2 separate regions of the Arabidopsis thaliana genome follow, and region 1 is linked to region 2. Evidence: chromatin contacts called from public capture Hi-C data. All regions are on one chromosome and are shown on one strand. The core of a region is the stretch at or near the end of the contact, and the rest is flanking DNA. Distances in the headings are between cores, read along the strand shown. Region 1 holds the start of Hop3 (stress-inducible protein). Region 2 holds the start of AHL1 (AT-hook motif nuclear-localized protein 1).

Region 1 (4,939 bases), core at 29-2,528, 100 kb after region 2:
ATTAATTGATTCCAGTAATAATAAAGATAACCACTTCTACAGAACAAGTGAATAAACTCCATCATGAAGCCATAAACCCTAAATTTCTACCTCATCTAAAGCTAACTACTTTCAGCACAAGTGAAAACTTAAGTTCAAAACTCTTAAATCTCCAACAAGAAGCAGATGAAAGTTATCAAAACCCATCAAGGTCATCACAAATGTACTAACTAGTGACAAGCTATACTAAACAGATAAGCTACTTCAAGAACCCAAGATCTCCTCCTTAATCTTAAAGTACCTAAAGGTTTAACTTTTAAGCCAAGTATAAGACTTAATACCTTCCCCATCTCAAGATAAACAGCAGCACGATTCGTCAAATACGAAATATCCTCATCATCGAGCTCCATGGCCTTAGTATAATGTTCAACAGCTCTCCCAAAATCCTTCTTCTTATAAGCAACATTTCCTTCCCCTTTCTCCTTCAAAGCCTTCTCCTTTCTCTCCTTCTTCTGCCTCTCCTCCTCCGTCAACTCCATAGGTTCCATCTCCGGTTCAGGCTCTTTCCTCTCATCAGCCTCCTTCATCTCAGTATCTTCACCACTAGATCCACCAAACTTCACATTCAACAAAACCCCTAAAGCCTTCATAACTCTCTTATCCTTCATATACAAATTAAGATTATTAGGGTTCCTCTGAATCTCCTTCATCGTCTTAACAAAATCATCCTGCTCCAAATAAACCCTAGTCCCCGGATCCGCCGTCAACTTCTCCCACATCTCCTTCCCTTGAAACGCATCAACAAAAGGATTCGACTTTGACGAAACCCTAGATCTCGAAGCATCAGCTAATCCCGATTTAAGCATCTCATTACTCGGATCAATCTCTAATCCTTTCTTATACGAATCAACCGCTTCATCAAACTTGGACAATCCAATAAACGCAGCACCTAATCGGCTATATCCTTTAGACCAATCAGGTTTAAGCTCTATAGTCTTCTTCGCGTCTGATAAAGCTTCTTCGTAACGGTGGAGAGAAGCGTAAGAAGCGGATCTGTTTGAGTAGAGGATGTGATTGGTTGGTGAAAGGTTGATTGCTTCTGTGAAATGGGTTATTGCGGTGGCGTAATCGCCGGAAGAGAAAGCTGCGTTTCCTTTGGATTTTGCTTCTTCCGCCATTGAATTGGATTTGGTTTAGGTATCGTGAGAATCTGCTTGATTGCATTTTTAAAAACAGAGGAAGATGAAGAAGAAGGCACAAGAGAGTTCTCGAAATTTCGAATTTTTTTGTGTATGTCGAGAATGTTCTTTTGTAGCCGTGGAAAAATGTTTTTAAATCTTAAAAATACAAAAGGAAAAGAAACGCTAGAGAAAGGGGTCGAACCTCTGACCTTGTGGTTAACAGCCACACGCTCTAACCAACTGAGCTACTCCAGCTTTTTGATAAGTGATTCGTTATTTATGTAAATATACCGTCTAGAAAAGAATAAACATCCGTTTATGTTCTGTGCTTACTTTTTTATGCTATGTCTTTGTCTTCTGTCAGAAGATTAAGCGTCAGAAAGACATCGTGGAGTTAGCAACGAGACGATCAAAATTCTTCAATCCGAAGTAGTAGTAAACCAGAGGTGAGAAGACGACCAGTTTGGGAGAGAAAACCAAATCGGAGGTATGTATGGTGATTAAAGTTTTGGTTATGATAAATAATATCATCATAAGCGAATAGTTTTGTACGTTTTTGGTTTAGGTTTTAATCAAATGTGTCTTTACTTTTAATAAGTTTAGGTTTGATATTTGGTTTTTTTGTTTTTTTCTAAACATACCACATATAATCATATATATTAATACTCAAAGAACAAGTAGTACATGGTTTCTCCAAATACTTGTAACCAACCAAAGTGGTAAACTACAATCTAAAAAGCAAAATACAAATCACATGAAGATGCAAATTTAGCAAGTGCATCTCCTCTGCACATTTGTTCTCACCTCATCTTCTAAATTTTAACATATTTGATCACTTTCCTACAATATGATTTGAATTTGTATTCAAATTTGGGAAATTTTGAAAATTACCACCTTTATGATACCATTTTTCAAAAAGACCAGAAAAAGGTTGTTCAAAAATTCTAGTTTCATATCATTTCTTAAGAAAAATCTTCTAAGCACTATAAAACATTAAAAATTTTGTGAAAAATCTTATAAATGTTTGATATTATGCATTATAGAAACTTTATAAACGTTTTTATAATATGCTCTATAAAAGTTAATAAAACAAATTCTATGATTGCATTTTGTGTTACATTGAAAATTAACAAAAAAAAAAAACAGTGGTATTATTAAAAAAAAATAAAAATCATAAAAGTGGTATCTCAAAAATTCTTCTGAAATATATTTAGATAGAAGTAATTTCATAATTAACATTATATGGAAATTCTAAATATTGATTGTTTCACTTCAATTGGGGTTTATAGTGGATGATAGGTTTCAGATACAGCAATACACCATCACTCACTGTATTTGATATATTGAAATATAAGTATTCAAAAATACTGATAGCCCAATTTCAGTTTTTTCTGTTTTTTTTTTTTAATTTCAGTTTTTATGTGTGTAATTTTATAAGTTAGAACATAATTTCAGTTTTGTTCTAACTTATAAAATTACACACATAAATCTAAACCATATAGTATTATAGGATGTCAATGTGGTCTATCATCCATGAAATAAACTGATACAAATAATTATCTTGTATTTATGAATCGGTATTTATCGTATAACATAGATGGTAAAAAAAACTAATATTCACAAATTAAAGGAAATCATCCTTCTCTGTACTGTATAAGTGTATATAAATTTTTTTAATCCTCTTTTGATTTTTGACTATTTTATAAATTCAAATTATATAATCTTGTAAGAATTTTTCCTGCGGCAATGATCCCATGCAGCGATCCTCAACTGGACTTTTTCAAAATCCGAAACCCGACAAGGAATAGTGATCCGACCCGGTTGATCAAACCCATGAACCCGCTCCGCTTGCTCCAACAATTCTCCAAACAATGGATGATTAAAGTAAATCACCGGCACCACAACTCGCCGCGTGTCATCGTCTGATTCGCCGACATGAACCACCAAATGTCCTCGAGGAACAACCCGGTTCGACTTTTTCGGATCCTTACCCAACCGGATCTGATTCTGACCCGGATTCTTCTTGCTTCCACCGCACAATCTCTTAGCTCCACGGCTTAAACACCGTGCTAATGACCGGATTCCGGTAACCGGGTTTGTGATTCGGGTCGGGCATCTGTTTCTTGGTATCCATTTGAAAATTTTGACAAATCTGTGTCCAATTTTGAACCCTCTGACTCTCTTCATGCTTGGTTTTAATCAGATTCCGACAAAAAAAAAAAAAGTCTTTGGTGAAAACAATGAGATGGGTTTGTTTGAAATCGAGTTTCAAGAAATGGGTTTGATTCGAAAGAAATAGATTTGGAGAAAATTTTGGTTTTTGTTTTTTGGTATCTCTCTCTGTGTTTTATGTTATAGAGTTGAAGAAGAAGACTGTTTGGGTATGGGGAAAGAGGTTACCTCTTATATAGCCTTCAAGGAGCTATGACTCTTATGTGTGCGTGTGCTTTTTAAATGTGTCCACTTTGATGGATAGTTTTCCAAATACAACTTTTTTTTTGTATTTTTTGTTATATTTTCGTATCATTTATCATCTTTTCAAAATTTAGGGAACTTTTTTTTTCTATTCAAAACATGCGACTTAAAATTCCAAATCTTAAGTGCCAAAAAAAAAAAAAACCTCAAGATATTTAAAATGAAATATATTACAAGAGATATATTTACAAGACTTGTGTAAACATTAGCTATTTAATTAATTTGGTCAGGGGTGTTACCATAAATTATCGCAATGAAGAAGCTAGCTAAGCTTTGATCATATTCAGTGGGAACGGACTACTTCAACACTTAAGACCTCGAATGTTATTCGTGAAATACCAAAATAACAATGTTTTTTCTAATCAGATTATTGTGCAACGCAGCTATGTCCAGCCATACTGTCATTGTGCAAGCTTAGTTACCAAATTCATCAATCTACCACATCGATCGAATAACATGAAATTTTTTTATAAAGATATGTGTGTACCATTATTAAAAAAAATTCCAAGTTTCTTATTTAATTTAACATGTCATTATCATTAAAATGCAACCACTAGTTGAATGTTCATATTATATATTGATTAAGACATATTTATGATCGATTATGTGAGTTAGTAACATGTTTCTTGTTGTAGTTAAGTATCTAGATGATTCGATTTGATTTTTTCATAATACACTCCATTATAAGTTTAGTATGTCGTTCCTTATGAATAATACATCGCATGAAATCACTAGTTATTAGTTCAGAATTTGTTTTGCTTTTTCTATGATAACTAGTCCAGATTTAATAATGGTTTTGATAAGACAACTTGGAACAAAGCATCTATAAAGAAATATTGTATAGATAGAGTTCAGATATATATAGATTAAATAAATGAATTTCACAAATGTTTATATGGTTATAAATGAAAGTTTGAATAATAAAAATTAAATAAAGCAGAGAAATTGATGAAGACAAAAGGCATGCAAATGTGTGGGAGGGACATAGTGTGGGATTTGGTCGGCGGTCGACACGGCTCGTGCAATCTTAACATGCCCTGATTCACTGAAAGTGCTTCGTTCAGTTTAAGAATTATTGTGTTGCATAATTATTATTTATAGACTACTTCAGTTATTATTAATATTCTATTTTTATGTTGGAAAATGGCTTAATTCTTATTTCTTAATACTTCTTTGCACGTTTTTTTTCTATGATCTAATTCATCATAAGTACATCAAAATTAATTAGAGTTTGAGTTTTTTTCACTTCGATTATAATTATGGTTGAAATTTGCAAATGTGTAAACTGATAATAACATCCTATT
Region 2 (5,168 bases), core at 1,825-4,324:
CTGTTCGGGTATTTGAAAATTTTGGGTTCGGGTTCGGATCGGGTTTTTTGGATCGGTTTTTCGGGTTTGGGTATTATGCCTAGGCCTATTAATTATGTTTTTTTAATTGTTAATTATTTTTAATACTAAGTAGGATATAGATTTGATATGTCATTAATATAATTTTGATATGAAAATGTTATCACTCAATATGAAGTGTGTAGAATTTAAATCGAGTTTATTATGATAACATAGATAGTTAAACTGTATTACAAAATTGAATGGTGTAAGATAGAAATTTGTTTTTTTTTTTTCTTTTCTAGATACTAAATGAAATATAGAATAATGGTCGGTTACTTTTTAGAATTCAAATATCATTGATAAGATTGAGTGTATATAATTAAAATAAAATGCATAAGACTGAAATTTTGTTTAAACCAAAAATTATTAAATTAAAGATCAGAAAAATATATAGATTGGTATACAATATTCAAATATTATCGATAAAAAAATATTTTTCTATCTTACACCCGTCTAAATAGGCGGACCTTATCTAGTATATATATATATATATATATATTTTGTAAACGATTGAGTAAAAAATGTTTGGAAAAATAAAATGAGTGACTTAAAAATGATTAGAATTGTTTTAATTCCTGATAGAGTTAGAGAAGATTTATACTTACCAAAACAAAAGTTAAAGAACATTTCTTATTTGGAAATATTTTTCCAGATTATCACCAAGTTTAAAACTATTTTTATAATAATATAATTTTAAAGAAAAAAACGAGTCTTCTCCATCTGAATGGCTGTGTTTCTCAATGTATTTGGACGAATTAGAGAACGATAAAAAAATATTCACAGATTTTTTAAAAATATTGAATCTCTTATAACGTAAATGTTAAAGCGGATAATTTGACAAGAAAGGTTCATATCCAACCGCATTATATCATATATGTAAACAAAATTGCTCAGAAATGACTATATTAAACTCTAACTAATATCGGTTGACAACAAAATAATCAAGTACTTGATTCCATCAATTGAAAATTTAAGATTTTGATTTAAACATTAAAGTAGAAAATCTAAATAGAATTAAAATAAATACTTATAAAGTTATAATGTAAACTTCTTTTGCTTTCTGATTTTAAATGGGCTCAGTCAAATCTTAATAATATTTATCTTTTCCAAGAGCTGTATAATGATACCAAGTTAGGTCAGAATGCCGACCACAATTATAAATGAAAATTTTCTAAATGTAAAAGCCATGTGAAATCAATATTTTACTCCATTTCTTTTTAAAAGAGAATAAAATAAAATAAAGTCGCGGAGGAAATGCACATCGAGCACATCACTCTAATTATTTTATTTAACAGAAAAGACTTATTTAAACATGGTAATGAAAAGAAAACATTAGACGATTAATATATGGTTCGTTCTTATCTAAACTCTGGTTATTTTATTAATCTTCATTTTTCTGCGAATTAGATTTGGATTTCTATTGGTCAATGACTCGATGCTTGGTGGTCCCAAATAAAATTGTATTAAAATAATTTTACGATTCATGATTGCTTCCATTTCCTGTAATTTAATTAAAATTTGTGTTCATCAAATATTTTATACAGATTGAGAGAATTAAATGAACTTTCATTATATTATTATTAGCTAAAAGAGCCAGAAAAAAAAAAACTGAAAAGAAAAGAATATCTAGAAATTGATTTTAGTAGGTCAACATTATTTATATTTAAGTAATCTAAAACTTGTAACTGAAAAACTACGGATTAGAGTTTATTACTGCTGTTTTCAAATGGGCATAAATTAGTTGGGTAAGCTATAATTGTGACGAAGACTTTGGGAAATGTAAAAGGAAAGAAATGAATGTAAAGCAAACACAAAACAATACTCCAACTAATTAAAAGGGTTTGCAAAATAAAAGCCCTTCGGATTTCCACAAATACACGAAAGAATATAAAATGGTACTGTAGTAAATTCTAACAATCAGATTGGAATTCAATTTTCAGAAAACAATTTTATCGAATTAAGTGTTTAAGCACCCACCAAGTATTCCATTTAATTACTAATTTGTTAGTACCATTTTTTTTGTTATGCACCAAATTAATTACAAAACTCTATAATCATCGACACAGTCGACCTGGTGATCTACAAAACTTTAACTTTTATTCCGGTATAGGTTTTAAAACATTGAGTAAAAGTGAACATGTATTAGGAGATTCATGTTCGTCGTAGATAAACTTGACCAACACTACATATTAGTATATTACCATCTCTTGACTCGTTACATGTTTAAACATTTCAATATACCTAGGTTTTTAACCCATCATCGATCACGTTTATGTCCTATTGTTTGTTCAGTGGAAAGAATTGGGCTCTATGTCTTACATTGAAAATTGAAAGAAATGGATAAATTGGGAGTTAGATTTAGATGTTGGTTCTTTTAAGTTATTATAGTTATGCGATTTAATACGTTTTTGCTGGCCTCATATATTGTTAGATGTTAAATTAATTTAAATTATTTCCATACTAAATGATTTATTTATCATTTTAGCAGCCTAGTTTTACTTGTCCTTTACTCCAAAGCCCGATTATTAATTAAGGAAAAAGTATTTTTCAACTGGAGAAATTGAATATTTATAAATAAAATAAAGCACACGTAAAGAAAATATATTTTATTATTTTTAAGAAAACAATATACGCAGGCCATCTTTGTCTTTCCCAAAAAAAATTTAATTGAATTTTGTATACCCACTTTAATTTTGTCTACTATACTATTTCTTATTTTATTATGTATATTTATTAATTCCCTCCCATCGGATTCCAGCTAAAAACACGAATATCTATATATTCCTAAATGAAAATTTAATATAAATCCAGTGCGAGCTATATTAAAATAATCACGCTATTAAAGATTTCCTTTTCGCATTATTGTATAAAAGTAAAAAAATGGACAGACATAAACAAATCTTACAATATAAAAAATCATTATATAAAAAGATAAAATACCTTATTTAATGACAAGATAAATAAACCATTTTTTATTTCTTCAATCTAATTCACAAAGCATAAATAAATCTAATTTCCTTCACTTTCCTCTCCAACATTTTCTTATTTTCCTTCCTAATTTCCAACCTCTGTTCTTAGCAATATATTTTTTCTCCAAAAATAATTCTCAGTTTGATTTTCTTCTTCTAGCTCTTAAGTATATTTCTTTGTTGTTATTTATCTTTTAATCCTTTAATCTCATCTTTGTTTATCTTTAATCAAAACCCAAAATTTACATGGGTTCTTGAAAATCTAGAAGAAATAAAGGAAACATAACAAAAATAGAAAGAAAAAGAAGCTAATGGTCTTAAATATGGAGTCTACCGGAGAAGCTGTTAGATCAACCACCGGTAACGACGGTGGTATTACGGTGGTTAGATCCGACGCGCCGTCAGATTTCCACGTAGCTCAAAGATCAGAAAGCTCAAACCAATCTCCCACCTCTGTCACTCCTCCTCCACCACAGCCATCGTCTCATCACACAGCTCCTCCGCCGCTGCAAATTTCGACGGTGACGACTACGACTACGACGGCCGCGATGGAAGGTATCTCCGGTGGACTGATGAAGAAGAAGCGTGGACGGCCAAGGAAGTATGGACCGGACGGGACTGTTGTAGCGTTATCTCCTAAACCGATTTCATCAGCGCCGGCGCCGTCGCATCTTCCGCCGCCGAGTTCACACGTCATCGATTTCTCCGCTTCTGAGAAACGTAGCAAAGTGAAACCAACGAACTCGTTTAACAGAACAAAGTATCATCACCAAGTTGAGAATTTGGGTAATTATATCTTCTTTGCTCTGTTTTCTTCTCTGTTTTTTAAGAAGAGTATTTAAGAAAGAACAAAAGATAAAACTATTTTTATCTTGTCGGAATCTTGTTTCGTAGACCAATCTAACTCTATTGACAAAAAAAAAAAAAAATTTGGGTCTGGGATCTCATTTTCATGCATGCTTAAGTAAGTGGGGTCTCTGTTTTGTTTCTATGTTTAATTTGTCTATGGTTATAGATGTGTCCTAAAGCTACAAGTATCTACACATATATGTCATGTTGTTAATTGTCACTTCTTAAATGCAATACTAAGCTTAATTTAGTAGCAGTTTTATAAGTTAAACATGTTGGTCAAAATTAGAGATTTTTGTTTTCTACTTGGCTACTTAAATTTAGGGACAACAAAGTACATGATTAGTCAATATTACAAATTAATTAATAAAAATGTTCCTCTTGTGTTCTGTTATGTGTAGGTGAATGGGCTCCTTGCTCCGTCGGTGGTAATTTCACACCTCATATAATCACAGTCAACACCGGCGAGGTAATCTCATCGGAATTTTTCTTTAGATCTAGACATCAAGTCCTTTTTTCTATCTTTTACAAGTTTTGAATGATGTATTTTGGCATAATTAGGATGTAACAATGAAGATAATCTCGTTTTCGCAACAAGGACCTCGCTCTATTTGTGTTCTGTCAGCAAACGGTGTTATTTCAAGCGTTACACTTCGTCAGCCAGATTCCTCTGGCGGCACATTGACATACGAAGTATGTAGATTTCATTCTCATCGATCGATCAAATTTTTGTTGAAAGTGTAAGATGATTTATAGTGTTAATTTTCAGGGTCGGTTTGAGATATTATCATTATCCGGGTCATTCATGCCTAATGATTCAGGCGGAACACGAAGTAGAACGGGAGGAATGAGTGTATCGTTAGCAAGTCCCGATGGACGTGTAGTAGGCGGTGGCCTCGCCGGTTTACTAGTAGCCGCGAGTCCGGTTCAGGTACGATATTTGCCAGTCCAAAAAGCTGCAAAGTTTGTTAACCGGAGGATTTAATTTCCTTGTGTTTGAAATCAACAGGTGGTTGTAGGAAGTTTTTTAGCGGGCACTGACCATCAAGATCAGAAACCGAAAAAGAACAAACATGATTTCATGTTGTCGAGTCCTACCGCTGCAATTCCTATCTCTAGTGCAGCTGATCACCGGACAATCCATTCGGTCTCGTCTCTTCCGGTCAATAATAATACATGGCAGACTTCTTTAGCTTCCGATCCAAGAAACAAGCATACCGATATTAATGTCAATGTAACTTGAAATCCAATCTTTCTCTGTATTTTCTGTTAACAAGTTTGATTTGGTTG

Evidence for each region. Capture Hi-C pulls out chosen DNA fragments and counts their contacts.
Region 1: a capture Hi-C map of seedling shows a contact between it and region 2, with 2.5 times the contacts expected there.

The regions. Positions count from the first base shown.
Region 1 is chr4:7,340,083-7,345,021 of TAIR10.1, forward strand. It overlaps Hop3 (stress-inducible protein), which reads right to left and starts at 1,279. Exons shown (of 5, transcript NM_001036543.2): 1 at 321-1,279. The coding sequence starts at 1,157. AT4G12405 (a tRNA gene) reads right to left here and starts at 1,415; the gene lies at 1,342-1,415. It overlaps AT4G12410 (SAUR-like auxin-responsive protein family), which reads right to left and starts at 3,649. Exons shown (of 1, transcript NM_117311.3): 1 at 2,718-3,649. The coding sequence starts at 3,347. The coding sequence ends at 2,874.
Region 2 is chr4:7,236,126-7,241,293 of TAIR10.1, forward strand. AHL1 (AT-hook motif nuclear-localized protein 1) reads left to right here and starts at 3,075. Exons shown (of 5, transcript NM_117278.4): 1 at 3,075-3,815; 2 at 4,280-4,347; 3 at 4,440-4,571; 4 at 4,648-4,809; 5 at 4,888-5,168. The coding sequence starts at 3,341. The coding sequence ends at 5,121.